Linked DNA regions of Danio rerio: region 2 is linked to region 1. The links are chromatin contacts, called in public HiChIP or PLAC-seq maps. All regions are on one chromosome and are shown on one strand. The core of a region is the stretch at or near the end of the contact, and the rest is flanking DNA. Distances in the headings are between cores, read along the strand shown. Region 1 holds the start of si:dkey-276j7.1. Region 2 holds the start of nr4a2b (nuclear receptor subfamily 4, group A, member 2b).

Region 1 (6,665 bases), core at 2,666-5,165:
AAGATGGATGCCTTCTGAAACAGATCCTTGAGCTGCTGTTGAGTGAATTCAGCAATGGACACACTGTTGACTGCGATAATAACATCATCTGCGATCACAAACACACACACACACAAACACACACACACACACACACACACACACAGACATACAGATGTTTCAGCACTGAGTGATTATGAATGACACTAAAGTTTGACAGAAAGAGAGCAGAAGCTCACCGGTCATTAACCCACTGCTCTCCGCAAGACTGTCCTCCTTCACAAAACACACACAAGGGACCAGATCCTGCACAGAGACACAAGAGCCAATCAATTCATCATACAAAATCCAATTATCCCTGACAGATAATAAGCCTTCAGGCAGGAGCGCAACGCTTGGATGAATGAATGAATGAATGAACGGAGGAAAGATGATGAGGATGGAGAGAGGAAGAGAGGGAGAGAGAGAGAGGGAGAGAGAGAGAGAGAGAGAGAGAGAGAGAGAGCGAGAGAGAGAGAGAGAGAGAGAAAGTGAGAGAGAGAGAGATTGTGTGTGTGTGTGTGTGTGTTTGCATGAGTAAAGAGGTTACCTGGATTTCAAAGCCAAAAGTTTCATTTTCTGTTCTTCGTAATATCACACTTTTCCTGTTAACAAAGAGACACGAGTAAGAACAAGACTAAGGTAAACAGACTAAATCTAGGTTAACATTAATCTGTAATCAGTACTTTACCTTATGCACTGCTCTGCTGTCTTATCTTGAGTTTGCACAACCTAAAAGATAACATTTCTCAATTTTAATTAATAAAATACAATTCCTTTTATTTTTACAGTGTCATGGCGCAAAAGTAAAGAATATTAATTCATTCATCACATTTGGCAAATGGGTTTAGTTATATGTTATCTCATGCAATTTATTAATTTTTGTTTTCAGTTGTTTACATACAAGAATTAGTACAAAATATACATCTCACAATAAAATACGAGAATAGAAAAAGATACTTACAAAGAATTTTCTATATGCATATTCTAATTAAAAACCATAGGCATAGACATTTACAGTTACATTTAATAAACCAAAGTAGAGGCATACTTCATTTAATTATGCGCATATAAAAAGTGATTAGGTAAAAAAGTGAGTAAACCCTTTACTTGTAAAGCGATTAGTTGACTTTACTTAATAACGTGAGTAAACCCTTTACTTGCAAAGCGATAAGTTGACTTTACTTAAAAAAGTGAGTAAATCCTTAATAGAAATTAGTTGACTTTACTTTAAAAAAGTGGAGTAAACCTTGTTTTAAAATTATTAAGTAAATTAACTATATAAAATGAAGTCAACTTAACTGTTCCAAGTTACAAATTGTCATTTTTTAGGCAATGTTTTAAACCTACTTTTAAATTACTTTTAAAATAAAGTAATCACCATTTATAGTGTATACTTTTCAACAAGAACACATAAAAGAAATGTATTTAAATACTAAATATAAGTACAAGCTTTAACATCCATACTACCATTAGATTATCAACTACTTATAAATATCAAATTAAAAAATATTAGAATAGTTATAAACTTAAGAAATGCCTCACACTGTAAAAAACCTCGCTGCTCTCATTTTTTTAGTTGAATCAAATGAACTTTTCTAGTCATATCAACTTACATCAATCAAATTGAGTAAAAATAACTTTAAAATGTTGAAACCAAAAACTTATTTAAATGAGTTAAAACAGCATAAACATATTTGTTGTCTTGACTTTTTAATCGTTACATTTTTACGGTGCAAAGTCAATGAGAAAAAGTCACTTAGCCTACCTTTCTTGTAAGGGTTTTTCCGTCTTTGTTTTTGGTAGTTTTACAGTCACTAGTTTTCCTTTGTATTTTGTGTCCAGTGTTTAGCAAGTTGTTTGTGGCGCAGCTGCTTTTGCCCAGTAGTTTTCTGATGTATTGTACAGAAGCGCTCATCTTCAGTGTGTGTGTCGTCGACATCTCTGTCTGCAGCTCAAAGCGACGCTGCTCCGGAATTTTACAAGCGCGCGCCTCTCAATGGAAGTGACGTCATCGCTGTGAAGTCCCCGGGGCTTCACTCTCTGCAAACTCTTCATATTACTGGAAGTCTGACAACGCAAGATTATGAAGAATTATGTTTTCATAGTCAACATTAGCTTTAAGTTTGCAACTCGTTTAATAACAAACCGTACATTAGGAAGTTATAGAAACATTTAGATAATTGTGAATAAATCAATTCAATGAAAATACACTAAATTGTTGGCACAATTTTGGCTCGTATTTACTCAGATTTTTAAACTTTTAACATTTCATCAAGATATTTAAAATGAGCAAAAAACATTTAAAAATGTCATTAAAGTAAAAAAGAAAACAAGCAAACAAACAAAAAACAATAGTAATGAACTGTATTTTGTGATTTTTTTTTTTTTTTTATAAATTAAACTGTACAACTATGAATTATTTGCGATGTTTGTAAAGAGATAATGTAAGTCTGCCAGGGAATTGTCTGTTTTTGTTGAAATTGTTCAATTTAAAAATCCATTGATCAATCTATTCTTTTAATCTACATTAAGCTCTTAAATTATTCTGTGTCAATCAGACAACAAGGAAAATAAATAATAATTTACTCATTTGGTTTCATTAATTCCGTTTTATTTCTTTGTCAATGCTGGTTAAATAGATGTCACTTTTTTAAAAAAATCATGTATTGGCAGTACTGTTTGCTAATTGCATTGTTGTTTTTATTTTCTAATAACACAAAGAATAACTGGCGGTTCATTCCGCTGTGGCGTCCCCAGATTAAGGCACTAAGCCAAAAAGAAAATGAATGACATAAAAGAATAACAAAGCTGCAGCTGATTAAGCTGTTTATGTTTATTATTATAAAACAATTGGAGGAAAATGTGTATGTGCAACAATAATTGTTTTGTAATTACATCGCTACCCTTTGAATTGTAATCAGATGAAACTGAATCATTCATTCGTTTTCCTTCAGCTTAGTCCCTTTATTAATCTAGGGTCGCCACAGCGGAATGAACCACCAACTTATCCAGCATATGTTTTACACAGCGGATGCCCTTCCAGCTGCAACCCAGTATAGAAAAACATCCATACACACTCATTCACACCCATACAGACAATTTAATTTATTCAATTCACCTACAGCGCATGTCTTTGGACTGAGGGAAACTGGAGCACCCGGAGGAAACCAAAATGGGGAGAACATGTAAACTCCACACAGAAATGCCAGCTGACCTAGTTGAGACTCGAATCAGCGACCTTCTTGCTATGAGGCGACAGTGCTAACCACTGAGCCACCATGTCACCTGTTTCTATTCATTTAACTGTAAAAGTAGGCTATCAATTATTTTAGATGTTTGTTAAGTGACAATGCAAACCTTTCATGAAATTATCCGTTCATCTTTTGTTAAAAGTAAGAAGCTTAACGAAAATAAATAAAAAATAAATCTATTCTATTAATCTAGATCAAGGTCTTAAATTGTTATTTGTCAATTAAACAACAAAGAAAATTGGGAATAATTCACTCATTGTATGTAATCATAGGTGTAAACAGTTTCTTAATATTTCTTATGTGAATTCTTGTTAAATGGATGTAAATTGTGTTTTTACTTGCATTTGCTTTACTGTTTGTTTAATACATTGTTGTTTTTATTTTCTAATGACATAAAAATAACAATGAATTTAACTCTAGCTGTTTATGTAATTTATTATAGAGCAATTGGATGAAATGAATGTGTGAATGTGTGTTGTAATGCAACAATAATTGTTTTACATTTAAATCTCTTTGAATTGTTGTGATCAATTAAAGAAACAACTCTAAAAAGAGCTGTAATGATCGTGTGTTTGTGGAGGATGTGGAGGAAGAGTATTCCCTGTCCAGTAGGTGGCAGGAAAGGCGTCTCTCAGCCACATACGCAGTTCAGACTAATGAAGAAGAGCAGAATCTAGGCGTCCCCCTTCTCAGCGCTGCTTTACACGACGTAAGCTTTGTCTTTTCCACATCTTTCTGTAGCATCATTAATATGAATAGCCATGCATTTAAAATGTTCGAATACCTCATTAAAATGTGCTTTTATCAGTAATGTCTGTGATTTTCACTTTTAAAATTTGTGCTAATACTCGACTCGCCTTATATAGAAGGTGCTTGTGGTCCTGATGCTGCTTTTGTTACTAGGCGACCAGGTTGACTCGCCAGCTAACCCATAAACAAGAAAAACCCTAGGAGAATTTGCTAAAATCACCTCAGACGGTATATGTTGGCGTTATCCATTCGCGTTGTTAGCTTCAAAAGCTGTAAATACGCGGATGACTAGACAATAATGACTGGTGCCCAATATGTCGAGTTGACACTGACAGTAATTCGCGATTTAATTTGATGATATAAGAACGCATTGATGAACAACAGTTCAGCTGACCTCCCCTTTTAAACAAATGTGAAGCACTCAACTTTACTGTTTGTGGAATTGCAGAGCTACCTAACCACCACTGACCACTGAAACACCAGTCATGGCCGCCGAGCCCAACTATCGCCGGACGAAACCGGGTAATGGCCCTTCAGAGAAACACAGTACCCTATTGTCTTCTTTACAAGATCACTGCATGCTTGAATTACTTACAAATAATGACACATAGATGTTGCTCTTATAAGATTTTTTGGTTCAAATCTTTGCATAATAAAGCAGATATTCTAACTGAATTGTAGGTGTAAAACAAGCTCAGAATGCTAGTTCAAACGGAGCAGTTGGACCCTCGTCCCAGATCCCAGGTTTGTCTGCAACTGCAGAGACCACTCCCGAAGAAAGGACTAAAGGACGCCGCGTGGGGATTCAGGCCTCAGACTCGGATTATGTGAAACTTGCAAAACAAGGAGGACAGAGAGGTAAATGTGTCACACTTTTGTAAAACAGCCACTTTCTTGTTTGTCTTTTTACTATGTTATAAAATAGAGCCCTATTTATTCTTACTCTTTAGGAAAGGTACAAAGTGAATCTTAGGTAGCGATTAAATATCCTGAAACTTTAAATATAATCTTCACACATATTCTGTGAATTTTTTGTGTAGTTAAACGTTGAAATTGTGGTTTAGTCGGCGCAATAGCCTAGTGGTTAGCGCGCGGACATATGGTGCAATAGCACGCCGGGGGCGTCGCAAGTTCAAATCCCGGCTCGACGACATTTCCCTACCCTACCCCCTCTCTCTCTCTCCCACTTTGCTTACTGTCTCAATACTGTCCTATCTAAAAAAGGCCAAAAATAAATCTTTAAAAAAAAAAGAAAAGAAATTGTGGTTTAACACAATTAAAATCCTTTACAATACGTAGCTGATGTTAGTGTACTTGACAAACAGTTTTTAACTTGAACAAACAAGTGAACTTGAACAAACAGTGTATTAACAAACAGTGAACAAGATTTATATATCATGTATTTATCATAGTTCAACATTTTCTAACGCATTATTAAAATCCAACGCTGTGCTTGTTAACATTATATATTGAATGATGAGTTAGCATGAAGTAACAATGAATAATTAATGTTAACAAACATAAATAAATACATTAATAGATGTATTCTTCCAGCGTGTGAGATGCTTGGGACAGTAGACAGGATCGTTTCTGGCCTAATCAGGCCAGTGTAGCTTTGTCACTAAGGCCCTGTTTACGCTAATACGTTTTAGTTTTAAAACGCACAAGTTTTGCTATGGTTACGCCATCCGTCCACACCGCTGGAGTTTTCGAGTGCCGATAATGAAGCGTTTTGGAAACGCTAAAGAGGCCGTTTTCATTTTAAACCGCTGCTGCTTCATGTTAGTGTGAATGGGGGAAAACGGAGGCTCGGCTGCAGACAGATCTGATTCGGGCCTTTTCTCAATATTAAGTATCCCACACACAGTTCTGTCTTCCATCTTTTCCTTGCAAGTTCAGACTTCGCAAGTTTGATATGAAAAACAATCTCCTCAGGACACTTTGGGTAATTCTTTGAAAGGGAACAGTGTACTCTATAACCTCATTCACATAAACCTGGATACGTTGTTTCACTATCTTAACAATAAAATGAAAACATATACTGAGAAACTGCCTATTTTCATTTTGATATTAGCAACTTAACAGACACCAAAAATGTTGAGGCGTCATGTAGCTGCATGTTTGTATCACCGTCATCTTCTCTGTATGTAGTTATATACAATATATAATATAAAACAGAGTTTATAACATCACTGCCTCATTTCAGTTTCATTGAAAATACAAAGCATACCCTGTCTCTTGCTGAATATCAGTTTTAATAATCAATAATGGCTATTATAAAAGTATAACGCACAGTAAGTTTATACATAATTTATAGGAAATAAATGTAAGCAATCAGTCAAATGTGCATGATCATGTACGCGGTTACATTAATTCATATATTAACTTATCTTTGCCCTCAGCCAAAACACGAGAACAAGTAATAGATTCAAAAGACCAAAGTCGGGGAATATGTCATTAGATATAGACAACAAGATGAATTAAAAATCATGTTTAACAAATATAGTGAGATTAGATCCAACGGTAGATCCTTGATGTGCAGTCCGAGGTGCACAGCTCTCATCACTGCAGTGCAAACCAGAGTGTGTGTGTGGTCACGTGAAGTGCGTTTTCAGCAGGGTAGTGTGGACTGAGAGTAGCTCA
Region 2 (6,665 bases), core at 1,641-4,140, 150 kb before region 1:
AGTAGATCGTAGAACTGCTGAATGTGCAGAGATTCATCTCCTCCACTGTGATACTCCGGACTCGTCTGAAACTAAGATGTAATACAAAACTGTTAATGGAATATAATAGAGTAAATGTATTTTGGTCATATTCTAAAACAATAATTAAATTGTCAATTTGACTTAAAACTTAAATTTATTTTACAGAATGTTGGAAGTTTGAAGCTCACTTTAGAGTAGTCCAGACGGGCCATGGAGGGGTTGGAGTCTATGTGCGCTCTCACTAGTGCGTTCAGGAGATTGACGGGTGTGAAAGAGACAGGGATATCCTGCGGACTTTTAGGTTTGGAGGGGAGGCGACCTCTTCGACCTTTTAAGCTGGCGGTTCTGACAACTGTAAAAAATAATAAATATATACTGGTTATAGACACTGCAGGACTCTCACTACAAATAAACAACTGAGATGTGAACAAAACCAAAAAAGTGCTCATTACCTTCCTTTACCATCCCAACGACCAGGCACTTTTGAAAACGGCAATATTGGCATCGATTTCGCCGTCTTTTGTCCACAGGACAGTTTTTGTTCGCCAGACAAACGTATTTGGCGTTTTTCTGCACCGTGCGCTATGGAGAAACAGCACATGTATGATGTGTATTAATTGCATGTAAATCAACTCCATTCGCACAGAAACAACTTGAACTGCAATCACAATGTGAGATCACAATAGAATAGGACACTCAAACCCTGCACTCCAACCCAAAGCTGTGTAATACATTCAAGGGCCGGACAGGGCAGACATTCGGTAAATACAGATCCGTGGGCAGTCATAATTTGGGGTCCCCCGGCGCTCTCTCGGCGACCCCTCTTGTCGGATTAGTGAGATTATTCTATCACGAGGGTGACATAAAGAGCTGTCTTAATGTCACCACTGGGAGTTCCGTTACGCACGGTTAGGCGCAATACGACTCTAAGCACAAACCAATTTAATTCTGGACGAGCGTAATAGTGGCGGAGATGAGCGGAGGTGTCCCTGGGTGCACATCGGGTCAAATCAATACAACTGAGATAAATAAGGGAATACTGTGTGTACCAGACCAGTCCTAAACTGTGTTCCAATCTCTAGTAGGGTTGGCAACATAAGGTTATAGGTTCAGACCCTGACTGCAAAGGGTGAACCATGAACTACAGTCATTTCCATGCAAAAAACAAGTGCCGAGGGCCCATAATAAATGTACTTTGAATAAAAGATTTGTGGTCATTGGCTAATTTTTACCTTAAAGAATCCTTTGCACCCCTCGCATGTGCGCACTCCGTAGTGCTGACAGGCTGCGTTGTCCCCGCACACAGCGCACAAACCCTCGCTGGACGGAGATCCTCTAGCCTGCGGTGATGCCACCGGGCTTTCCAGTAAGGGGTGCCCGACGTTTAGGGAATGGGATAAACCCACACCGTGCTGTTTCCTCGGAGGAGCCGGCAAAGCAAAACTGTCCAGCGCGCGATGTGCGGTGTCCGGGCCCATGGACACGTGCAGGGATCCATCGAAGCGCATCTGGCAGCTTGGCATCGGCGTGTCAACCGGAGACTGCTTGAACGAGAATAACCGAGACATCGCGTTTTTCCGCTGCTGGTCCATAATATGTGACGTCGCCAGGTAGTTCTGGTGAAAGCTGTGAAGGGATCCGGTGTCTTCCCACGTATGATGTGGAGCCGTTGGGTAACTGGGGGACTGGGAGATGTTTGGAGTGGATGGTTTATAGTATATAGCTCCGGTATGGGGTATGCTCTCCTCAGCCTGATGCGGCTGATGGTGCTGCTGCTGATGGTAGCCGTGTGCGGGTATCTCCTCCACCTTGATGGACAGCTGATCCCCAGAGTGGGCCATTTGGTAGAGGCAGGGAGGCTTCACGTCGTAGTTGGAGTTGTAGGTGTCCACGAAGGTGCTGAAACTGGGGAGCGAAGAAGTGACAGCTATCTCTGCGTTAGTCAGGTCCATGCTAAACTTGACAAACTCCGGCGTTAAGAAGTCGCAGTTGTACTCTCCCGTGGTGTTGTAGCTGTAACTCTGAGATGCAGGGCTGGCTCCTGGAGGTGATGTCCCATACTGAGCCTGGACGCAGGGCATGGCTGCAGTGTTAGAAAACTCAATTGTTATAGCTTTCTCTGACAATGTGCATATTATTTGTGCAGATATTTCCTAGATTTACACATGTGAAAACGAGTGTCTATTTGTTATAAAGAAAGGCATTTTATTTATAAGAATTCATTATTTATTTTCACTGTTAACCATCTGCGTAAGAGAGGCAATTAAACGCATCACTTTCCATCGGAAAGCATGTATGCAAACTTTCTGCATTTCCCTGGCCTGCTTTAGTTTACCTCCGCACACCTGCTACTTTTATCTCTCGTGGAACAATCTCTGAAGTCAGGGCTCTTGTACCGGTTGATGTCAGAGCGTCTCTTCGTTCGCTTGCTTTTCTGTAAAAGGAATATTTTTTTTCATCAGCCTTTCTTCTGTATGACAAGATCTGCATTATATATCCGACCATTTTAGCACGAAAACGTGGTGCATTTTTGTGAGATCAAGGCAGTCAAATTACTTCAACTTAACTTAAAACAACGTTAAAGAGTTTGCAAAATCAACATTTAAACATTTCAGCATTTAAAGGTAAAAGCAAATAAAAAATACCTTAAGTAAAAAGATTATGCATTAATAATACACATATTGGTTAACATTCTACCAACAAACTCCCGAAAAGAGTTTAATAACTGTTACATACCTCAAGACGCTGTCGAATAAGTTGCAAATTATGTATCCATGTAGGTGTTCCTGCTGATAGCCCAGAAGTTAGGTTTGCATGTATAGAACCAATGCCGTTGAGCACCTTACTCCTTCGACTGCAAGCGAAGACTGGAGCTCGAGCGCAATGTGCCTTTGTTTATGAGAACTCTGAATGCCACATCCCACGTGCTAACAGGGCGTGACGTCATTCGCGTCAACCCTTGACGCGAGCCGGTGGCTGGACAGAGGCACTGTTCTTCCTTCCGTGCTGTCTTTGCGCGCAGTGCGCAACTCAATTGTATGTGCGTTTGCATACGCGGGGCTGTCCACTGGGTCAGATGAGTTGAATTTCCTACACATTATCTGTTTGCCTAATATAGAAACCACCTACACAAGATCAGATCTCACCGATTTAAAGCAAAGAAGTGGGTTTTTTGTTGTAAGAATTGTTGTAGAATACCAGTGTGCTATTTTTGGAGAATTGTCAGTGACCACAAACAAATCAAATCACAGACTTCTTCTTCTGTTTTATTATTATTATTATTATTATTATTATTATTATTATTATTATTATTATTATTATTATTATATATACACCACCGGTTTTAAAGTTGAGTCAGTATGATTTTGAAATGTTTCAAGATAAACTTCTCGTGCTCACCGAAGCTGTATTTAATCAAAAAAACAGTACACATTGTAATATTGTAATATTCATTCATTCATTCATTTTCTTGCCGACTTAGTCCCTTTATTAATCTGGGGTCGCCACAGCGGAATGAACCGCCAACCTATCCAGCACGTTTTTACGCAGCGGACGTCCTTCCAACTGCAACCCATCTCTGGGAAACACCCACAAACACTCATTCACACATACTCATTCACTTTTATTGTGAAATGTTATTGCACTATAAAATAACTTTTCAAAAGTAGTTTAAAATTTAAATATATATATACTTCAGTGATTTTAAAGAGGAATTTTCAGCTTCATTACTTCAGTCTTCAAAGTCACATGATCATACAGAAATCACTCTAATATCAATTATTATTGTTATTAATAATAATAATAATAATAATGGTAATAGTAATAAAAGCAATAATGACTGGAGTTATAATTTCATTTAAATCTACATACAATAAGTAATAAATAAATATTTATGAAATAAGTATTTGACAACTGAACAATTGTTTTATACTTAATAAATGTCGACTTGATGAACAGAATAATTTTCTTTAAAAAATCATTAAAAAGTGTATAGTGAATGTGTGTATGTATGTTTGTGTGTGTGTGTGTGTGTGTGTTTATGTGCATTAGTAATATTTATATAAACATTAACATTTCTACGTATATATATATATATATATATATATATATATATATATATATATATATATATATATATATATATATATATATACTTTTGTGACAGAACAATAAAACATTTATATATAAAAAAACAATATAATGAGAAATGACAATAATAACAGCAACAATATTAAATAAAAAGGAGTAAATAAAATAATAATAGTAAAAATAAATAAATAAATAAATAAATAAAAACTTGATAAAAGTGGGGGGGGGGGGGAGAAGGGGGGGGTGGAGGAGGTGATGTCAATGAATTGGATAGATACAATCAGTGGACAAACTTAGAAGCGACTGAAAGTTATGAGAGGTTGCCATTTATCATAAAAAATTTATTAAAAATAAAAAAGCATAAAATGATGTCAAAAAACACATTAGCATACTGACACACACACACACGCACGCACGCACGCACACACACACGCACGCACACACACCCACCATATAAATATATACTTTTTAAAGAAGAGCCAAAGCATACTTTAAGAGATTAATGCAAAGCTGACATTAATAGCAATTAGCAACAATGCTGATCGAATTGCTTCATCTCTTTAAATATTAAGGATGCAGGACAAGAAACAGAGTAATACAGTGACGCCATCTGTTTTTACCTGCATCATGCGCAGGGAAAGTTTCAGTAGGTTAGGATGTTTTTCATCTGATTCCACTTCTCTATCTGAGCGCTGAAGGTTTTCCATTGTGAGAAGGGAATCCCGCTGAAACAGAGGCAACTTTGTTTGGACTGAAGCGAGTTGCGTCATCGCTACGTCCGCTTCTTCCAACTCCATGACGCCCGTGATGCGGTCGCGCTGAACTTTTCAGGCTGAGAGTCTCACCTGTGAAACTGACACGATAAAGTGCCTCGTGAAGAATCCACAGAACAAAATAATACCTTTAAAACACTCCAAAGGGCGTGCTGTCGTACATCCCGCAGCTCAGTTTAGCTTTTTAATATCACAGAGAGAAAGAGAGAGAGAGAGAGAGAGAGAGAGGAAAATAGCAGTAGGCTATCAAGAAAATAAATATTCTTGCATAAACGCGTTCTTGCAAAAAAATAATCTTAAAATATGCCTTAAAAAACAATCTTAATGTTTAAAAAAACGCCAAATTAACAACACATTTTTCGAATTAACAACACTTTCACACTATTTTCTTTAAAAAATAAACACATTTAGTTTTTAAAACCCAACAGGTTAACCTATATGTCGTCTAAATACATTCGATTATAGCTACTACCCTTTAACCCCGAATTAAACAATGTATTTCGTGTCACGCATCGTCCTTTATTTTTAATGACGGTCTTGCAAAATACGTTTACAACTAGTCGCAAGTAAACGCCTACCTAAATATGATTGGACGAGCGTTGTGAATCCTCAAAACTCATTCGTCCGTGTGCCTGTCAGTCAAACGCTTCCTGTCAGTGCACTTCCTGGATTCCTCAATAAGTAACATTGTAACATCACACAGTTGATAGCTTCACTGTCCATGAATTTTCCTTTTAGACACCATCATCATCACCGTCACCAAAAGCAGTAAGTAAAAACCTGATTTTGTCGATGTGTTAGGCTATTTACCGTTTTCTTTTGACGTCGACCGTCGAGGCTGTCCGGTCTATTCTTGGATGCGAGCCATCCACTGTTGCTCCAGTCCATCAATTCTTACACTATTTGTCACGGAATTGTTTTAAGCGTTATATTCATAGCTTCAGGCTTGGCTTCATATAATCGCACGATGTATTTGTCGTAATGTCGATCGTAGAGATTTGATTCTGTATATGTGTGAGTTCAAGAGATGGACAGGATGGATTACACTATCACTGTTGTCTTTAAGATTTAAGCTGTTGTGATGTTTCAGATTAAGTGAAAACGATTTGAGGAAGGATCTTATAGTCTGCTAATGCTACAGTTTTTTTTTAAATGTTCACACATTTAGCCTCATTTACATATTCAGCGTTTGATTCTGGTCAAATAATCTGTGAGATCTCTTTCAGACATTGTGTCTCCTTTCTCTCTTTTGCACATGGGTGTCCATAAACGAGCCATGCGGGACAGGCGTGAACTCAAACAGTGTAGTAAAATGATTCATTCACTTCCTCTAGTGTCATGTAGTGATATGACTTGCATCCCTACCCAGAGCAATAGGTCGAGATAGATTATAGCTTTACTTTGACCTTCACCAGCTTGTCAGCACAGTAGTCATGTACACAGACTGGACCTGGACATGTGGAAGTTATGTCGTATTACAGGTTTATTACATCATCACAAGATTGGAGAGTGATTGTTAAATTTGTGAATCGGTGAATGTGATTGTTTAATTTGATAACACCTTCAAATATTGGTCCATTATGTACACTATACTGTTCCTAAAGTAAATGTAAGATTTTTTGGGGGGTTTGTTTGTTTTTTGGGGCAACAGTATCTCCGGGAGGAAAGATATCAAAAGATTCGTAAAGAAATGAGTGATTTTTAAACTAATGAAGACAGCAAAAGTCAATGATTGATTTTCATTATTTAACCTAACATGTTTACTGCTCCAAAATATGGTAA

Evidence for each region. HiChIP or PLAC-seq counts read pairs in DNA pulled down with a chosen protein or histone mark.
Region 2: a contact with region 1 is called in an H3K4me3 HiChIP or PLAC-seq map of gastrula embryo, with 2.5 times the contacts expected there. The contact joins the promoter of nr4a2b here to the promoter of si:dkey-276j7.1 in region 1. A contact is called at or near these places in 2 of 4 datasets of contacts at active chromatin or transcription factors (embryo and gastrula embryo).

The regions. Positions count from the first base shown.
Region 1 is chr6:13,275,296-13,281,960 of GRCz12tu, reverse strand. It overlaps si:dkey-276j7.1, which reads left to right and starts at 3,915. Exons shown (of 8, transcript NM_001326548.1): 1 at 3,915-3,981; 2 at 4,471-4,544; 3 at 4,704-4,880. The coding sequence starts at 4,508. It overlaps si:dkey-276j7.2, which reads right to left and starts at 1,970. Exons shown (of 8, transcript XM_001332195.8): 1 at 1,787-1,970; 2 at 710-750; 3 at 569-623; 4 at 219-285; 5 at 1-88. The coding sequence starts at 1,960.
Region 2 is chr6:13,422,000-13,428,664 of GRCz12tu, reverse strand. It overlaps nr4a2b (nuclear receptor subfamily 4, group A, member 2b), which reads right to left and starts at 2,890. Exons shown (of 8, transcript NM_001002406.1): 1 at 2,758-2,890; 2 at 2,357-2,455; 3 at 1,254-2,104; 4 at 474-603; 5 at 210-373; 6 at 1-71. The coding sequence starts at 2,102. It overlaps gpd2 (glycerol-3-phosphate dehydrogenase 2 (mitochondrial)), which reads left to right and starts at 5,607. Exons shown (of 13, transcript NM_001045348.1): 1 at 5,607-5,651.